Regions from separate parts of the Mus musculus genome. Here region 1 is linked to region 2. The links are chromatin contacts, called in public Hi-C maps. All regions are on one chromosome and are shown on one strand. The core of a region is the stretch at or near the end of the contact, and the rest is flanking DNA. Distances in the headings are between cores, read along the strand shown. Region 1 has its middle 13 kb from the start of Gm39675. Region 2 has its middle 8.2 kb from the start of Gm35131.

What was found. Hi-C and Micro-C count contacts between places; a contact is called where the count stands out from the background.
Region 1: a contact with region 2 is called in a Hi-C map of bone marrow-derived macrophages, with 39 read pairs. The contact joins two enhancer-like sites. A contact is called at or near these places in 5 of 39 promoter capture datasets (3T3-L1-derived adipocytes, the HPC-7 cell line, hippocampal neurons and 1 more), 5 of 484 Hi-C or Micro-C datasets (LSK cells, bone marrow-derived macrophages, granulocyte-monocyte progenitors and 2 more), 8 of 115 datasets of contacts at active chromatin or transcription factors (astrocytes, bone marrow-derived macrophages, embryonic basal ganglia and 4 more) and 3 of 9 other capture datasets (bone marrow-derived macrophages, embryonic stem cells and macrophages).

What each region holds. Positions count from the first base shown.
Region 1 is chr11:31,848,809-31,852,913 of GRCm38.p6, forward strand. No RefSeq gene overlaps it. Among named protein-coding and RNA genes, the nearest start is that of Gm39675, 13 kb to the left of the region's middle. Within about 2 kb of position 1,548, at least 36 of the 459 cell types and tissues checked have an H3K27ac peak or open chromatin away from gene starts, as enhancers often do. A contact at or near this core is called in bone marrow-derived macrophages and macrophages, where this site is marked.
Region 2 is chr11:31,733,042-31,737,537 of GRCm38.p6, forward strand. No RefSeq gene overlaps it. Among named protein-coding and RNA genes, the nearest start is that of Gm35131, 8.2 kb to the left of the region's middle. Within about 2 kb of position 1,675, at least 72 of the 459 cell types and tissues checked have an H3K27ac peak or open chromatin away from gene starts, as enhancers often do. A contact at or near this core is called in bone marrow-derived macrophages and macrophages, where this site is marked.

The DNA.
Region 1 (4,105 bases), core at 298-2,797, 120 kb after region 2:
CTGAAGTTCTTGGTCTGAGAACAGACCTCTTCTTTATTAAACTCTCCTCACATTTTGTTTAATTTGAATGGTGCCATCTGTTTCCTCCAGGCCACTGACGGACACCTCTAGGTATCTGGCCTAGAGGCTGCTATGCCTTGTGCATATATTTTTGCTGGACTGGTGGAAAATAAGCCTGGAAATTTGGCCATTCAAATCTTCACACATCCTGTGTGCTGGTCAGCTGGGGCTGACAATTGGAGTTGTTTTTCTTCCCACCTCTTAGGAAAAGCTCTCAGGTCTGTTCTCAGACCAAGAACTTCAGAGGTATGTGGGGATAGAGTTCACATGGACCATGACCTGTCACTCATGGTGTTTCACAGGACTCCATAGCATCATACCCGCTAAGCTCCCAGGGGAACAGCCAGCACTCACTAAGGAGTTTGGATCCTTTCTTCTTCCATAGTTGCCTGGTTTCATTTCCCAAGGACTCCATGGATGCTGCTCTAAATAGCTGTTAGGCTCTGTAGCCTCTTTTTTTGTTTATACTTCAGCAATGTGTAGAAATGTCATTCTTATTTTTTAAAAATCTCCTACTCGTGCCAAGCACCTCAAACCATAGAGAAGACAGTGGTCATTGGCATGGTAAGGAGTCTAATTATCCACTTACTAACTTTTGGGTTGAGCCAGTTTCTTAACCTACCTATTAATGCCTCTATTTCCTTGTGTGTAAAATTGCATATATTACCTATCCTTAGATTTGCTAAGAAGAATCAATGGGTAAGATTTGAGAGGCGCCGATGCATATGGGTGAGTATACCCATTGTTCCAGTTCATCCCTATGACAGTCCTGGAAACATAGGAGACTGCCACAACTTTGCAACTTTCTGATGAAGCTTGGTTCCTACAGGCTGTTACTGAGGAGATGTTATGTGACCAAACTCAAGCATCAGAGTGTAAACTATATATTAGCAATGGCTGCTGGGTATTAGGTCATTACCATGTACCAGGAACCACGATAAGCACTTCATATGCAGTGTCCTGATTTCAGGTCAAAATGATTCCACAGAGAACCTGAGAACCCAAGGGTTAAGTTTCGTGCATAGGACCATGCAGAGAAAGGGCCTCCAGTGGAACTGCAGCCTAGTCTCTTGACCCAGGCTACCATGCTTTTAACTACCAGGAAAAGACAGAACCCACCAGGCCCCTCCACTTCAGGGATCCTCGGAAGTTGTCTCTGTAGTATAAACTACCATAAACCAGGTTGGCTTTCTGCTGTGACAGTGAGAAGCACAGCTTAGTGCTGAGGCTGGCAAGTGCAGCATCTGATGTAATCTGCTCTAGTATGGAATGTGCAATGGCTCACATTAAAACGAAAGATGGAGAAATAGCAGGAGCACAGGGATGTCTAGAGCTTTACCAGCTGAAAAGTGACAGTTGACACCAGCAAAGCTGATCACAACAGCCACCAAATGGAGACATGAGAGAGCCCTAACTATCCAGGCCATGGTGTCCCCAGCCTGCAGAGCAAGGAAGATGGGTGCTCTGACAAGGGCCATTCAGGCTCCCATGGCTAGACCCAGCTGTACAAGCAGCATCCCTGCCTTAGAGGAGCCCACCCAGAGAACAGCAGTTGTAGTACAGTCACCCTTTCAGTGTTCTGTTACTCCTGGCTCTGTCTGAGCTTGTAGCATGAAGCAGAACAGGGAGAGTCCGCATTTCCCCTTTAAGAAGGTTCAGTCACTATCCTAGCTTTCTTCCTGCTGCTGTGACAAGCCAGAGCAACTCAGCAGGAGGAAGGATTTATGTGGCTTCCACATCTAGGTCACAGTCTGTCACTGAAGGCAGACAGGGCAGGGACATGAGGCAAAAATGATAGAAGAATATTGCTTGCTGCCTCATTCACCAGCTCAGGCTTAGCTAGACTTCTAAGACATCGCAGAATCACTTGCCCAGGAAATGGCATCTTCCACAGTGACCTGGGTCAGTCTACAGCCATTACCTATTAAGACAATTTTTCACAGACAAACCCAAAGACCAACACGATCAAGAAAACTGCTTGTCTGAAAGTCCTTTCTAAGGCGATTCTAGGCTGTCAAGTTGGCATTTAGTGCTAACCAGGACACTCCGGTGGAGAAGGCGAAAAGTATTTGGAAAAGATGTGGTTTAGTCAGTTACAACACGAATATGGAGCAACTGTGGGTCAAACGTAATATGAAAGAGACCAAGATGAGGATAAAAATATAGGGCACCCGGGACAGAACACCGATGGGACCTTGAAAAAAGCAGTACCATGATAGCGGGGCTGGACTTTTGTTAAAACTAGCTCAACTGTGTATTGAAGCCTTCTGGTCCAAGGGACTTCCAAGACAGGCAGGGCAGTCTGGATTCCTCATCTGGCTCCTCCCCCGGAACTGGCTTTTAGCCAGGGCCACATGACTCTTCCCCTGGGAATGACAATTGGATTAGCAATAGAGATCAGCTGACCATTCATAATCTCACTGGAAGTGATACCTCCAACAGAACTGGGACTTCTCTTCTTCCTCTTTGTTCCCCTTTAAAATCTACACTACTATAGCCCAAGTGCCCCAAGTAAAGCTTAACACTCGCAGGTGCTCTTTCTGCATGTTTCAGGCCAAAGCGCTCTCTAAAGAGAGAGCTGAGGTTCCTTTAACCCAGGAGTCCATGGGTGCCCGTGCTGTGTAAAACAGATGGAAACCGTCTGAGGGACAAGGAGGAGAAGAAGGAGAAGGATGGAGGTCACGACAGGCTTCTAAAACACCTTTCAATACTCTTTTCTCCTTAAGCTAGCGTTCAGGTGTCTCGATATTTAAAACCACATAGCAATGCCCCACTGAAATGCCTTTCTCAAAGGAACTGAAGAGAATTCTGTGAACTCTAAGTGTTTTTAGCTGAGTGCACTTGGGGGCCCTAGGGACAACTTCAGTGTTTTTCCCCAGATACCTTGTCTGACCTGCCTCACAAGACAGGCACAGGAAGGTAGCAAGGATGCCAGCTCCAGAGTCTAACAGCCTGCTTCCAATCTTGGTTCATCTCAGACACCCTGCAGCTAGAGACAGCTAATGCAACTGTGTTGAGTTTCAAATCCTTCCTAACAAATGGAGGCTGAAGCTGCACCCATTCTGCAAGTGATCTTGGGAAAAGAAAAACACTGTGGACATGCTGGTACTGGATACTGTATGAAGACACCGAACAAGCAGGGCTTCTCCTTTCTCCCACCTTTCTTTGAAGGTGCTCACGGTGTACCACATGTCTCTTGCTCCTGAATGATTGTTTTACAGACAGATCCATGCACTCTGTGATCTCTAGTAATGACAATAATAAGAGGCCTGTGGCCTCTCTAAGTCAGAGACACTGCCTAGTTCATTGTGTAATTCTTCCTTCTTCTTCTTCCCGCTTGGGCTGCTGCCAGCCAGAACCTGTGGAGCTGGCATTTCTGCTCTTCCACTAGCTCGGGGACTTAGTTTCTCATCCCTCCAGGAATCATGTGGGGGTAAGGAAGGAAGTAAAGGGGGTGGAAAAACTCTTAATTGGTTGGTACTGTCAAAGGTTGGCTTTGTCCTCTCAGAGGCTGGCAGGTGCTTTCAATTAACATTCTCCTTCCCAGATGAGCTGTACAGTTTCTGGAGGCAGCCTTCCCTGGGCACCTGTGATACTAGCTCTGTTAATGTGGGCAGGTTTCTCATTTGGCTAGCCCTTCTCATTTCCCAACATGGCCTCTCCATTCAGGTATTTCCTCCTAGACAAGGTAAGTTCCTCCTAGATCCTAGGCTGGCATTGCTATTGCTGCTCTAAATATGATGTTCCTTCTTCCCCTCCTTTACTTGTCAACAATATGGGTCACACCCCTACTTCTTCCATGCTGCCACCAGCCACTGTATCTTCCATAAGCAGGGACAAGACTCAACCCCATCTCATACCTCAGTTGCAAGCCACAGAGCTCTCCCAGACCCTCCCTGGACCAAAGCTGAACAAAAGAATATATTCCTTCAGTAGAAGTCTTCATATATCCACCCCTAGTCACCAACACTCCAATTCAAGCTTTGAGAAGTTTGTCACTGGCTTTTATACTATACTTTAAAAATTCTACATTTGCTCAGCTTTC
Region 2 (4,496 bases), core at 425-2,924:
GTTTAGTTTTCATTTCATCTACACATTCCTGCCCATGGTCAAAGGCACTAGCTTACCATGATGGACATGGTACGTTTTTTGGTTTTGGTTTTGTTTTTCAATGAGGAATTTAAATGACAAGCATGATGTCATCAACACTTCAGGGTGCTGTAATTGTGACAGCATTGCACATGACAATTGTAGGAAGCTGTTCAGGGTGGTGTGAGCTGCCTGTCCAGTCTGACCCCTCCCACACAGTTGTAGGAGAGCTTAGGAAGTCTCCCTGGAGGGGCAGCTGCCACTCTGTCCTGGAGACTGCCCTGTGTCCCCCACCCCCACCTCTCTTCTCTTTGCCCTGTAGAACCTCCTCCACAACCTCTACTGCTTCTATGCCTTGGAGCCAAGATCTGCCAGCTTATATTGGGCAGCAGGTGTCCTGTTGTCCCTCAGGGGTCTCCAGCTTCTGGACCAGGCTGTTGTGGGGATGCAATCCTGCAGCAGCAACCCCTTTGGGACTGGATCCTGAGTCCCCAGGGCTGCACATCCTCACTCTCTTCTTCATCTTCCACAGACCCCACCCTGGGGCAGGTGACTCAATCTGTCACCCCATCTTATTATGTGCCCCTTGAAGGTAAGGAGAGGGACATCCTGAGCTTTGCATCCTCAGAACCTGGTCCTGATCCAGAGAAGGCCCATCGTGGCATTCCATGAACAAGAATAGAAATAACGACAGCCCAGTTTACAGAACACCAGCTGTGTCGCGTGTCACATGATGATGTTAACTTTATGTTACCATCTCAGTAAAATTTCCCCATAGTATCAAGCATAAACGCACACACCAACCCTGTCACACCAACCCCGTCGTATCAACGGGGATGTTGACTAAGAGATCTCAAGTGTCAAGGAGCTACAGCATGTGACAGAACTGATACTTGTATAAAGGGGGCCGCCACACTACCTTCTCCAGAAACCACAGGGGATACACGTGGTGACCCCTTTTCCAACTCCACAGTAAGACAATCAAGGTGAGCATGCAGGCCCACTTTGCTGTTTCCTGATAGCTCTGCTGCAGGGGCACAGGCCCTGGCTTCCCAAGACTGCAAGCAGCCTTCCCTATTCAGACTTGCCAGGCAGTGCCCTGGCCCTGGGGTGGTTAGTCAGGTCTCCACCCCACCCCCACACTGTACAGGATTATGCTGCAGCCACCTTGCTCTGGGCCCAGCTGCCTAGCTTGTGTGCAAATTTGTGCTGATTTAATTAGCTTGTTTAGTCACCATTGCTGGTGGAAGCAGGAAGTAGCTACCAAATGACATTCTGCTCCCTGTGACTCTGTAATCGCTTTTGCAAGGGACATTATGTTAATATCGCACACAAGCAGGGAGGACGAGGCTGCCAGGCCCAGCCATATGTGCATCACAACCCCCCTGCTTTGTGATCCGGGTCATTGAGATCCTCAGCCTCTGCAAGCTGCAGCTGATGGGCAGAGGCCCTCTGGCAGCTGACCTGTCTGTCATTGGAACCTTATATCAGGGATGATAACAGTGGCATGGAGATTCATGCTAGAGTCTTGATACTTCTGAGACAGGAAAACCTTTGTCACTTGCTTAAGAAAATCAGCATCCTTGCCACAGTCTAAGTTCTGTTACTAGGCAATACCAGGGCACCAGCCTCAAGGGTGAGGCCTTTCTGTGTAAGCCTTCCAATCACCTGCTGCTCCTTGTTTAAAAGCTGTGGGAACTGAGGCTCCAGAGTGCAACCAGGGTGCTTAGGGCCACTCCCAAGACAGGAAGATCCCAGGTCTGGGACCCCTGTGGACCCAGCACTACAGCTGGAAAGCAGTTAGGGAGGGTATTATCATCCTCAGCCATCTCCCCAACACCGCAGCACCAAGCAAATCCAATCAATGTTGGCCCTTGGAGGTCTCCTTTAAATCAGGTTGCTAGGCCCTTCCCCAGAGCACCTGAGCGAGTGGGTCCATAGTAGGATCTGAGAGTTGGCATTTCCAATCAGTTCCCAAGCCAGGTGGTTGGTCCTAGAGGGCACCTTTGGGGAGCACCGACCCAGGTGGCCCTCATTCTCTGTCTCTTGGAGGCCCAAGATGGGCAATGGATGATTGCTACCCCAATCTACAGATGAGGCTCAGGCCAATTTATGTTTCTAAGAACTCCCAGCTGCCTAGCCTTGAAGAAGCCTCTGTCCCCAGCAGAAAGGTCACAAAGCGGAGAAGTCTGATCCAAGAGGCTGTGTGTCATAGGCCAGCTTACTTTCTGAGGTCTGGTTTGGGTCTCACTTGACAGTTGCTTCATGCTTCCTTGCAGGGCCACCAACTGAGCCCTAAACTCTGAGGGTTTGGATAGAGTGTACCACTGGGTGGGGCTCCTCTGCACAGGGTGATACGCGCACTCTGTGAGGAAGACGGAAACAATTGATCACCGATACTTCTCTTCCTTACTTGGCAGTTAAGGTCTACCAGGCTGGCCGGACTGACCCCTGTTTAACCTCTCTCTCTCTCTACATGTCCACCAGGTGTCCAGAAGAGGTAATTTCCAGGGTGTTTGCTCAGGCTGGGCCCAGGATACACTGTTCTCCCCATGTCTGTCAGTCTTCTTCCAAGAGGCCCCGCTAAAGCCACCCTGCTGAGACATGGGCAGGGCAGGCAGGTGAAACCCTTGTCCCCTGCTCACACTTTCAACAGCTTCCTTTCCTTGACCCTCTGAACAGACAGCCAATCATCCTTTAGGCTTGTGGAGATGGTGCAGGGTCCCAGTGACTTGTGTGCCTACCCCTGAGATGCAACCATTTTCTTCTTTCTCTTTCACCTCCTTCTCTCTCTGCCACAGACTGAAATCCTGAGCCCAAAGCAATCTTTCCCTCTAAATTATCTCAGGAATTATACTTGTTTGCTTTCTGTTACTTTGTCTCCCCCAAAAGCATGTTGGGGGAAGAAAGGATTTATTTTGTTTATACTTAGACATCATAGTCCATTATTGAGGGAACCCAAGGCAAGAACTCAAGCATAGAGGAAGGCTGCTCATTGGCTTTCTCTCTCTGCCTTGCTCCTCTACTTTTCTTATACTGTCCATGCCCATCTTCCTAGGGATGGCACTGCCCACAGTGGGCTGAGTCCTCCTATATCAGATAATAGCCATGAAAATGCCTCACAGAGATGCTTTCAAGCCAATCTGATGGAGGCACTTCCTCAATTGAGGTTCCCTTTTCCCAGGGGACTCCAGTTTGTGTCAAGCTGACAAAAATAACCAGTCCAGGCATTTTATCACATGGAGTGCTGACTAACAATGACTGACCAGCTGACTGGCTCATGAACAGGTTCTGGTCTCCTGATGAAGGCCACTGGCATTCCCTCTGACCTCTCTATACTAAGCTGTGTGTGTGCATGCAGATGTGTGTGTGTGTGTGTGTGTGTGTGTGTGTGTGTGTGTGTGTGTGTGTGTAGGTGGACACAGATTTGCTCCTGTTGCTGTATTGCCCATGATTTTGGCCTGCACCTCCCTCTCAGTATGCCTTGGTGGGTTTTATAGGTAGTAAGAATCACTCTGTTTTGTTCATGGAGAGACACTGAGCTCCAGGGTTTCCCAAACTTCTCCAGCCTGAGAACTATTTGGCTAAACCTGAAAACTTCTGTATTCTGCGGAAGGCTCCAGTTTTCCACGCCCAGATAACAAGCTGTCAACACTGTCAGCAGCCAAGGACACTGCATCTGGCTTTGCCACAATTTGCTTTATGAAGCAAGAGGGGTATCTTTGTCAAACAAAAATATAATTCTTATTCATATGCCAGCTCAATTGTTCCCAAGGTTACCCATTCCTGCCTTGTTGACTTTCCTGTCAGCCACACCCTTCTGAAGAGTGACCCATAGTCATGGTGCTGGGAGAGGCAGTGCTGGGCAGGACAAACACTCATCAGAAAATGGGCCCTCCCTTCCCTGCAGAGATGACCCCCACTTGCAGGTTCTATGCCTATGGCCAAGTGATGGTTAGCTTCACGTTACACCTCTGTGGGCGCCCCTCCCAGGGTCTGCTGAGGCCCTCATACAGCCTCTCACAGTTGGACCCTTGCAATTTCATGTTTTCTGTGTGATAGATTTTAAAACTCACATCAATTTTAGGTTTAGAGAAAAGCTTTAGAGAAAAATGCAGAGAACTCCCAACATGAGATGCAGTTTACCTTAGGATGGGGCTCTGTCAATGAACTCGTGACAAATGACAGGCAAGAAGCAAGGGAGGGAGGGAGGGTTTATTTTGGTTCACACTTCAAAGATGTGGACTGAGATGCACTTTCTCTTATTCAGCTCAGGACAGAGTGGTGCCACTCACATGTGGAGTGGGATATCCTATATCAATTAACCTGATCTAGAACTTCCTCCACCGACTCATCCAGATGTTTGTCTCCTAGGCGATTCTCTAGTCTGTCAAGTTGACCGTCCATAGTGAGTTCCCAGCATCATTGACTGGCGGTGTTGTTCATTGGCATGGAGAGTCTGCTGCTCCCCTTCGGGA